Linked DNA regions of Sus scrofa: regions 1 and 3 are each linked to region 2. Evidence: chromatin contacts called from public HiChIP or PLAC-seq data. All regions are on one chromosome and are shown on one strand. Each heading gives the region's core, a stretch centred on a gene start, on an enhancer-like site or on the middle of the called end of the contact. The rest is flanking DNA. Distances are from core to core; before and after follow the strand shown. Region 1 holds the start of INPP5J (phosphatidylinositol 4,5-bisphosphate 5-phosphatase A). Region 2 holds the start of TCN2 (transcobalamin 2). Region 3 holds the start of MORC2 (MORC family CW-type zinc finger protein 2).

What was found. HiChIP or PLAC-seq counts read pairs in DNA pulled down with a chosen protein or histone mark.
Region 1: a contact with region 2 is called in an H3K27ac HiChIP or PLAC-seq map of alveolar macrophages. The contact joins the promoter of INPP5J here to the promoter of TCN2 in region 2. A contact is called at or near these places in 2 of 5 promoter capture datasets (fetal liver and liver) and 1 of 2 datasets of contacts at active chromatin or transcription factors (alveolar macrophages).
Region 3: an H3K27ac HiChIP or PLAC-seq map of alveolar macrophages shows a contact between it and region 2. The contact joins the promoter of MORC2 here to the promoter of TCN2 in region 2. A contact is called at or near these places in 2 of 5 promoter capture datasets (fetal liver and liver) and 1 of 2 datasets of contacts at active chromatin or transcription factors (alveolar macrophages).

Annotation. Positions count from the first base shown.
Region 1 is chr14:47,911,154-47,914,225 of Sscrofa11.1, reverse strand. It overlaps INPP5J (phosphatidylinositol 4,5-bisphosphate 5-phosphatase A), which reads right to left and starts at 1,305. Exons shown (of 13, transcript XM_013983072.2): 1 at 661-1,305. The coding sequence starts at 765.
Region 2 is chr14:47,494,579-47,497,777 of Sscrofa11.1, reverse strand. TCN2 (transcobalamin 2) reads right to left here and starts at 1,533. Exons shown (of 11, transcript NM_001244436.1): 1 at 1,378-1,533. It overlaps PES1 (pescadillo ribosomal biogenesis factor 1), which reads left to right and starts at 1,795. Exons shown (of 16, transcript NM_001244432.1): 1 at 1,795-1,883. The coding sequence starts at 1,860.
Region 3 is chr14:47,799,151-47,802,327 of Sscrofa11.1, reverse strand. It overlaps MORC2 (MORC family CW-type zinc finger protein 2), which reads left to right and starts at 1,896. Exons shown (of 26, transcript XM_005670853.3): 1 at 1,896-3,177. It also overlaps LOC100525309.

The DNA.
Region 1 (3,072 bases), core at 56-2,555, 420 kb before region 2:
GGGACCCCCTCTCCCTTTCCTGTCTGTCCCCTGTTTCTGATGCCCGTCTTAGGAAGTCAGGATAAAGAATCCTTTGCCGGCGAGGGCAGAAGGTTTACACTCAGCCTGGGGCAGTCCAATCCCTGCCTCCAGAGATGCAGTTCTCTCTGTGTCTCATGTCCTTCTCGGTTCAGAGAATCTGAAACTGCCACCACCTCTGTCCCCAAACTCAGCTCTTGGAGGCTTGCATTTTGAGCATCCTCCATGGTTCCTAATGTCCCACTCCAACCCCCCGCCCAAACACCACACCGCCTCCAGGACTAACAACTTAGACATCCCAGATGTCACAATTTTAGTGTTCAGGGATAAGCCTCCTCATTTTGCACTGACTCAGAGAGGACAAGCAACTTGCCCAAGGTCACACAGTAAAGCTGGAGCACAGCTGGGTCCCCTGACACACAGTCCAGTGCTCTCCTTGGGGCTCTCGGAGATGACTAATTCCATCTTTCTCTGGGTATCCCATCACTAGCTGCCTCCCGTCCCCTGTTTGCCCCGTCGCTGATTGGTAGGCAGAAAAGAGTAATATCCCCTCAGCCAGGGGCACCGGGGTGCCTGCAGTGTGTGTGTGTTGGGGGTGGGACCAAGGATCAGGAATGGGGGGCTAGGCTTTAGGGGTCTTACCTTGGAGGGTGCCCCAGTTTGGGAAACCCCATGGGGCATGGGCAGGGGGCCCAGGCCAGCCCGGGTCCCCAGCCTCCCACTGCCACTGACGCCCTGGCCCTCCATGTCTGCAGCCCCGGCAGGCAGCCCGGGCTCCCTCGGGCTCTGGCTCTAGCTCCTCCGCTCCCGGGAACCAGTGATGTCATCAGCCGTTTCAACCTGCTGAGAATTTAAAGGCACAGGCACCTACTTCCCAACCTAGAGCTGGCCAGGGCAAGGTGGCCTGCCCCCTGGGGACTGGCTGCTGAGCCTGGAATTGTTGTGGGGGGTCGGGGGTGGTGGTAGGCCCATTGGCCTGGCACAGGTCCCAACTGGCAGCATATCAGAGGCTGTCTTTCTGCCCCCACCCTCCTGCCAGTAGGCCTGGCCAGCCCTTCCTCAAGGGAGGGGCACTGACACACCTGAGTGTAAGGTAGCTCAGAGGTCAGCCCCTTCTCAGGGCCTCAAAGACACCTGAGTCCCTGCCCTGGTCCTGTGACCTTCCCATTCCTTGACAGCTCAGGGTTTGCCTTGGCCCCCACCCTTGCCCCATTTTCAGGCCTTGGTGCCAGCCCCTGACCTGGCTCTATCTTTCCCATCCCAGAGCCAGACACTCAGGCTCCAGCAACTGGAGTCCTTTGCCATCTCAACCTCACCGCTGGCCCCTCCTCTTCTGCAGACACCTCCCACCTGCCCTGGATGTCCCCACAACCAGGCCAAGCCCAGCCCAGCTCCTCTCAGTTTTCTTGGTCCAAGACTCACTGGGTGTGGCTTGGGAGAGGGACTTGCTCAAGGTCACCTGGTGAGCTGGGGAGGTCTCCTGAGCCTCAGTGAGGAAAAGGAGCTGCCTCAGTGACCCAAGGTCCACAAGAACAAACTGGGTGTCAGGAGGAAGGGAACGGAAGAGAAAGGCACAACCAACAGGGAGTGGGGAGCAGACTGATAGGATGGTCAGAAACAGGACTTGGAACTTCTTTGGCCAGGACCCTGCACAGTGTTTGTTTAATGAATGAATGAATGGATCAATCAATCAACGAGAAGAGAGAATGAGTGACAAGGTTCAGATATGGCCAGAGATGGCTCTGGGCCCTCTGCTTCTGCCTTTCCCCCACTCTTACTCTTACCTGCTGATCAGTCCCTGGAATCCTGATTCCTCCAGAACGCTATGTTGCTTAGAGAGGAGTGATATCACTCAGTCTAGGCAGAAAACATTCAGTTTTATGCCCAGAGCTCCCTGCTTGTTAACAGTCCCCTGGAGTTCCCGTCGTGGCGCAGTGGTTAACGAATCCGACTAGGAACCATGAGGTGGCGGGTTTGGTCCCTGCCCTTGCTCAGTGGGTTAACGATCCGGTGCCCTTGCTCAGTGGGTTAACGATCCGGCGTTGCCGTGAGCTGTGGTGTAGGTTGCAGACGCGGCTCGGATCCTGTGTTGCTGTGGCTCTGGCGTAGGCCGGTGGCTACAGCTCCGATTCACCCCTAGCCTGGGAACCTCCATGTGCCGCGGGAGCGGCCCAAGAAATAGCAAAAAAAAAAAAAAAAAAAAGACCAAAAAACAGTCTCCTATGTATCTTCATGGTCACCTCCATGAAAGTCATGTGGACAGACACCTGATTTGCTTCCCTTGATGGGATTCTCACTTCTTCCTGACTGTCTCTGGGTTTAGTCTGTGTTTCTGTGCCAGCATCTCTGTAAGGCTGGAATTTGCAGGCATGGAGACCGAGGCCATATTAGGGCCTTGGGGTAGAAAGTTTTTTGGGCGATGATGATAGAGGGGATGACAGTGGTGATCATAGTGCTGGAGGTGATAATGTACATAATTATGATGACGGAAATGGAGGACTGACCATGATGTTGAAGTGGAGAGGTGATGGTGCTGGCAAAGTGGAGGTAATAGTGATAAGATGGGTAACGGGGATAGAAGAGGGAGTGGAGGTAAGGGTGATGGCAGCAGTAGAGGTAATAACAAAGTTGGTGATGGTGGAGGTGGTAGCATGAAGAGATGGTGGTCATGGTGATGAAGGTAATAGGAAAGGTGGAGATGGACCAGAAGAGGTGGTGGAATAGTTATGTTGATGGAAGCAGAGGTGGTGAAGGAGCTGGAGGTGAAGATGGGAGTGGCGGTGAGGGAAGAGACGAGACTTGACATGGTGGTGGTACTCAAGCCAGCAGAGACGGAAGGAAATTCTGAACTTACCCTGCCCAGCTCTCTGTCTCCTAATTTACAGATGAGAAAACAGGCCCCCAAGAATACCTGGTTTCAGTTGCGGTCTTGGAAGGGGGTGGGGAAGATCCAGGTTTCTGGAACATCAGGGCTGAGACAGAGGCATCAATGCCTTACGGAAGGCAGGCAAATGTCATGCAAATAAGTGTGCAGAGGGCTCCTCTGCTCCAGCA
Region 2 (3,199 bases), core at 284-2,783:
CCATGGCCACTGCCAGGATCACACACCCATGACAGTGGCCTTGCTCCTGTGTTCCTTTGATTAACGAGCCACTACTGTCCTCTCAGGTCCATCCTTCTCCTCCTACACAGTCACACCCTACATGCTCCCAAATGCCCCAAACTTTTGCCTCTGGCCTGGACAGTCTCTTTCTCCTTTCTCTTTGCCAGCCCCATTCCTTTTGTTCTCAGAGCCTTTCTGAAACACACCTTAGTCTTTTGCTGTGAGAACCACATGACCCTGCTTTTCCTCACACCGCTCTGTCAAGTTCCTTCAAAGTCTTTGCTAGCTCACCTTCCCCTACCCATTTTTCATTATATTTCATTTTTCGTTGTTTGTAGAGGCACTAGGCTTTTTTTCTTTTCTTTTTTTTTTTTTTTTTGGCCACCCTATGGTTTGTGGAGTTCCCGGCCAGGGATCAGTGATCCAAGCTGCAGTTGAGACCTATGCTGCAACTGCAGCGACTCGGAAGCCTCAACCCACCATGACGGGCTGGGGATCAAACCTGCATCCCAGCCTCCCAATGCGCCAGAGGGAACTCTGAATCATTAAGTTTTTATTTTAGCTATCATGGAAAGTACATAATAAAACACACATTTTTCAAAACAAGTATTGGTCAGTGCTTGATATCTGTATTTACCTCTAAAGGGTGAGTTAATGACCATGACTTTAGGTCAGGTCACATTCACAAGGGCCTCAAATTTTAATTTTTTTATTTTTTGCATTTTAGGGCTGTATGTGCTGCATATGGAAGTTCCCCAGCTGGGGAAAGAATCGAGCCACATCTGCCCGCCTACACCACAGCCACAGCAATGCAGGATCCGAGCCGGGTCTGCGACCTACACCACAGCATGACGCAACGCTGGATCCCTGACCCACTGAGCGAGTCCAGGATCGAAACCGCATCCTCATGGATACTACTAGGATTCGTTTCCGCTGCGCCACAATGGGAACTCTTCAAATTTAAAATTTTGAGGCAATCTCCAAATGGAGTTTAGCGGCCTGAAGGAAGAAAACATCTAACTTTGCAAATTTCATCTACTCCCCAGACCACATCACACTCGTGTGAATATTTGTATAAATCTTGTAATTACCCTTTAAAGAACACAATACGGAATTTGTATATACATATTAAAAACTAAAACATGTTAAATGTACATTTAAAATATAGCACCAGTTCCAACTGTGCTTTCGTCATTTTTCAACTCTCTCCTAAGGCTCAGAAAGTTTAAGTGGCCTCTTGGGTCTCTCTACCTCTGAGAGGAAAAAGTTTGCTTTTGCTTTATTTACACCGATAATAGCGAACTAACCAAAGGAAAAACCAATGGCCACAGGAGAAGCGAAAGTCGCTCCACTTACCTCCGAGGTGGCTTCTCAGGCAAGACAAGTTTCGACGCCTACTGTTACTATGACAACGCAATTCTTGCCGCTGCTCCCAGAAGAGAGACTCCCCTATGCATCCCAGAAGGCGCTGCGCTGCCTCTAGGCCTTCCGCCGCCTTCCATCCCAAAATGCAACGGGGCTGAAACGGCAAGCGTTCGTCATCAGGATGACTATAGAAATGCCTGAATATCCGCCTTCAATCAAACATTAAATATGTCTGTATTAGGCAATAAATGGGAAAGATCCAGAAGAGCGGTCTTAGTGATTTTTTTCATGGAGTTTAGTTGTAAATATAAAAGAGAAAAGTCCCTTTTTTCCCTAGACTTGCTCAGGCACTTCCTTGGGCAGCCCTCACAGGCAGGCGGCGTGGAGGGCCTCGGGGCCCTGTACCGCGCACATGCGGGAGGAAGTGGCGCTACCTGTCCGCTCGGCACTGGTAGACCTTTCAGCGTGGAGCCATGGGCGGCCTGGAGAAGAAGAAGGTGATGTGCGAGAAGCAGGGGTGGGGACACAGGGGTGACCCAGGAGGTAGGAGACGGGAGCGATATAGCCCGGGAACTGCGCCTTTCCCCGGCCTTGGCCCCTTGTGGGTGCAGAGGTGGCTGATCAACGCGGTAGAAGACAGCAGCCAGAAAGGGTCCGAGGATGGGCGAGGACAGCATTACTCGTTCGGTGAAATCCGGGAAAGAAGCCTGCAGTAGAGCTGTGAAAGAGAGCTGAGGTTACCAAGTAAAGATGCATCCCAGAGCAGGCCGAACCGGAGGACAACTGTTTACTGAAAAAGTGATGAACATAGCGCAGAGCTCATCACTATGTTGAGTTTATCATTTTAAAAACTTGTTACTCCCTTTTCTGTTGAATCAGGCCTTTTTCTGGACGTTGGGGATGAGGCATAACCAGATGTAGTCCCTACATTTCCCAAGCTCACTTTCTAGTAGGGAAGGTAGCCACTAAAGTAAATAACCAAAGAAAACGGTCACAAACAAGCCTGACAGAGGAAACTAAGTGCCAAGGCCCTTAGGTAGAAAAGGCTTGCCGTGTGTACCGAATGGGAGGGATATCAGGACAGTTGGGGTATAGTAAACCAAGGGAAGAATGGCATCTAATGTAGTTGGGGTTGGACAGAAACCGTGTTATTCACAGTGAAGAGATTGGATTTTATTTGCTGTGCAGTAAGAATCAACTAAAAGGGGAATGACATCGATTTTTCAAAGAATTGTTTTTGTTGCTGTATGGAAAATCACATTGGTGGCATGGAGAGGAGGGGATGAGGATGGGGATGATGTTTCTTCATCTTGAAAGTTTCCAATGCTGATTTGTTTTTAACCCAGCACTCATTATGTGCTAGCCATTGGAACTACAAAAATATGAGGGAGAAAATCTCATCTTGAGAAACAGTTGCAAATATGTAAACAAATCATGGCAGTTTTTAAAGTGGGGATTTCACAACCATTTTGACATTTTGAGCCACATAACTTAGTTGTGTTGTTGTGGGGAGGGTTGTCTAGTGTGTTGTAGGATGTTCAGCAGCATTCCTGACCGTTCATCCACTAGGTGCCAGTAGTACCCAACAACACCAAATACTGAATCCACCCCCAATACACCCAGAGAGTAAAGTCACCCCAGTTAACTTTGAGTATTCTCTTTTTTTTTTTTGTCTTTTTAGGGCCACACCTGTGGCATATGGAGGTTCCCAGGCTAGGGGTCTAATTGGAGCTACAGCTGCCACCTATACCACAGGCATAGCAATGTGGCATCTGAGCTGTGTCTGTGACCTGCACCACAGCTCACAGCAACA
Region 3 (3,177 bases), core at 647-3,146, 300 kb before region 2:
AGTACCGTTTTTCACTTTGGATGGAGCGTCGCCAGAGTTTGCACCGAGGATCTGGCAAAAACTCAGGTCTCCGAATTCCCAGTAACAGCGCTGGTGGCAGTGCTTGCTCAGTCATTGTCTTTTCTCAAAGCAAGGACAAGAGTCCATAAATTCAAAAATAAAAAAATCCAGCTCCCAACTTCGTGTCACATCTTGATAATTCTTCCAGGTCCCAGATCCAGTTCTTGAAAATCTGAAGTCCACGCCATAACCACACTGAAAGACATCTGCTCCAGCTAGTGCAGAACGCTATGTAGTGAAACCCTTTCAACTTCCCATCCTGGATATCTTATGTTTGTCAAAGAATTTCAAGCTTTGAGTTCCAGTTGGTTTTTTTCCTCCTTTCTCCTGAGGAAAGCATTTTATCACCAGTCTTAAGATTCTTTTGAGGTACATCCAGATTTAATTACAAAAGAGCTAAAAGACCAACACAGTTTTCTCCAAAACAGTCATTTCTCTGGAATTGAGATCATTTGTCTCTGCCCTCTAGGTAAAGGGAATAGTCAATTGATTTCCAGACATTTGTATGAAATAGCAGAACCGGCTAACACCTAACAGACAAAATACACTTAAAAGTGTTTGCGTTTGCTTGCTTAGAGCTGTACCAATGGTAAGCACCACTCCACAAAATGAAAATGTTTGAAAGCCAACTGTTCAAACATTTCTATAGTGTTTGCTGGATAACTGCCTGATATTTGATAAAAGCAGCTGACAATTAACAAAGAAGCAAAAACTGGCATTTTGGCCATCTTAGTAACACACTTGCAAGCAAATAGAATACAAAGCAGACCAGAAAAAATTTAAGGTTGAAACACTTTCAATCTGATTTTGAGGTTCAGCAGAAAATTCTAACAAAACTTCTCAGAAAACGTTAACCTTCAATTAATAAAGACTCAACCCCCCAAACATTTTCAAGAATTCCATGCCTGGTTCAGTCTGTTCTAGTGAGCCAGCTTGCTAAAAATCCACCTGCACCATTAATTAGTTGGACTTGGCAGCACCATTTAAAAATAAGCCTGCTCACTACCAACCACACAGACTAGGAATATAAAATAGGGGAAAGTAACGGATGGCAACCATGGTCATAGAAAATGGTCAATGAAGAGTCAGAAAGGTAGTCAGGCACCAGAAAAAAAAAAGTTGTTGGGCCAAAGATTAAATAAGCTTCTTGATACTAGAGAACATATCCATGCCCAGTTTTAGCTGCTTTATGCTGGGTGCCACTGTACCTTTAAGCATCAGTCACCCTTTAGGCAACCCATGGTGAAAGAACTCAAAATAGAAGCCAAGAAGTGGAGTGTTGTTACCACGAATATCCACTATGCACAGAACAGCTCACATATCTCAGGGATTCAAACAGGGGCTTCGAATTGGTTGTGAAGGGTCCCAAATGACATCTGGCCTCAGTTTCCTCCTTGTGACAAAGGAAATGTGGTTCTTAATTCTTCTGGGTCACAGCCCCCAATGAAAACTTGCTGGCGATGGCTTCTCATTCTCTAAAATGCACATTCCCCCTAATTTCTGCATACAATTTCAAGGAGTTTGGGGATCTCCACCTCCAATCCAAGGTTTCCAGGTTCAAAATCCAAGGATTGGGCAATTTCTAAGTTTTCTTACAACTCCAAAAAAAAAAAACCAAAAAACAAAAAACCAAGCCATTACGAACAATAATCATCCCTTACATACAGCGACGCTTTACAGTTTACAAAGCGCTTTCAATCCCACAAACATTGATGGAGAAGGAGGAAACTGAGGCGCAGATAAATTACAGAGTGACTTGCCTAAGGTCACTCGGCCAGCTGGTGGTTAGGCCCGGAAGCAAACCCAGCTCTTCCGACTCCGGAGCTTGTCTCTCCACCCCGGAGCGGCCTCCAGCGCTCCCGCCCCTCACTAAGGCGGCATAAGGAGGAAAAGACAAAGTAGAAAGCCCACCACCAACCATCCCCCGGCTCCCTCCTGTCCCCCCAATTGGGTCCTTGCAGGCCCCGAAGGGTGGTGCCAGGCCTCCAGGCCGGCCCCGGCCACCCCAGCTTCCCCGGCCGTGCCAAATCCCGCCGCCGCCGCCGCCGCCGCCGCCGCCTCCCCAGGAGCGGGGCGGAGCAACTGCCCGCCGCCGCCGACCACCCGGACGACTCCTCGTCGGATAGCAAACGCATAGGCCGCCGCCCGAGTTCTGCGTACGAGAAGAAAGACGCGGCGCGAACGCCAACGGCCACCGGGCGCGCGCCGTGGCGGCCGGGCCTGCGCCCCAAGAGCTGGATGCCAGAGCAGGAGAAAGAGCCGCCAACCGATCGCTCGATCGACCGCGCGCCCGCTCCTTCGCCCTACCAGACCGGGGAGGGGGGGAGGGCGCGCCAGGGCTTCTTCGAGTTAGGGGCCTGACTCCCCGGCGACGAGACAAGATGGCTCCTCCGGTCCGCGCCGCAGCTGCCGTCCCGGCTGCGTCGCTCGGCCCGCCCCCGGTACTGTTTCTTTAAATGGCGGAGAGGGTCAAGAAAGCAGGAAGAGAGGCGCGCTCACTCACGTGACAGGGGAGGGCCCAGCTAACAAGATCCGGTCACGTGGAGACACGCTACCTACCAATCAGAAGGCGTCGCATCAGAGCGGGGGCGGGAGGATCTGCGGCTCTGTGATTGGCCGAATACGCCGCGGAGGCCTCGGGGGCTTGGGGCGTCGGGGAGTGCGCGAGGCGGCCCGGGCTGTGTGCACTAGCGGAGACAAAGCGCTGGCTGAGGTGGCAGAGACGCCAGCGATAGCAGCGGCGGAGGAGACCTAGACGCCGAATTTTGTGGTGTTGAGTCCGGTCACCATATCATCCAGCGCAGTGCGGGCTGTGGTCTCGCGGCGGCGGTGGCGGCAGCGGCGGAGGCGGAGGCAGCACATGGTTCCAAGAGCGCGCTGCGGTTGTTGGGTTCCAATTCCGTGGGGAGGGACAAAGGCAGCTGCAGCTGTGAGCGCAGGGCAACGCCCGCTCGGGTAGTGTACTCGTCACTGCCCTCAATCCGGGCCTTGAAAGCTGGGACTATCTTCTCTATGTGAGGAGGAGAACACGGGACCGAGCGCCTGAGAGGCTGAGGCCGCTGTCTGAGGGAAGTGGGGGAGGGGCGCAACTCGCCTGAGTTGATTTGGGCGGGTCAG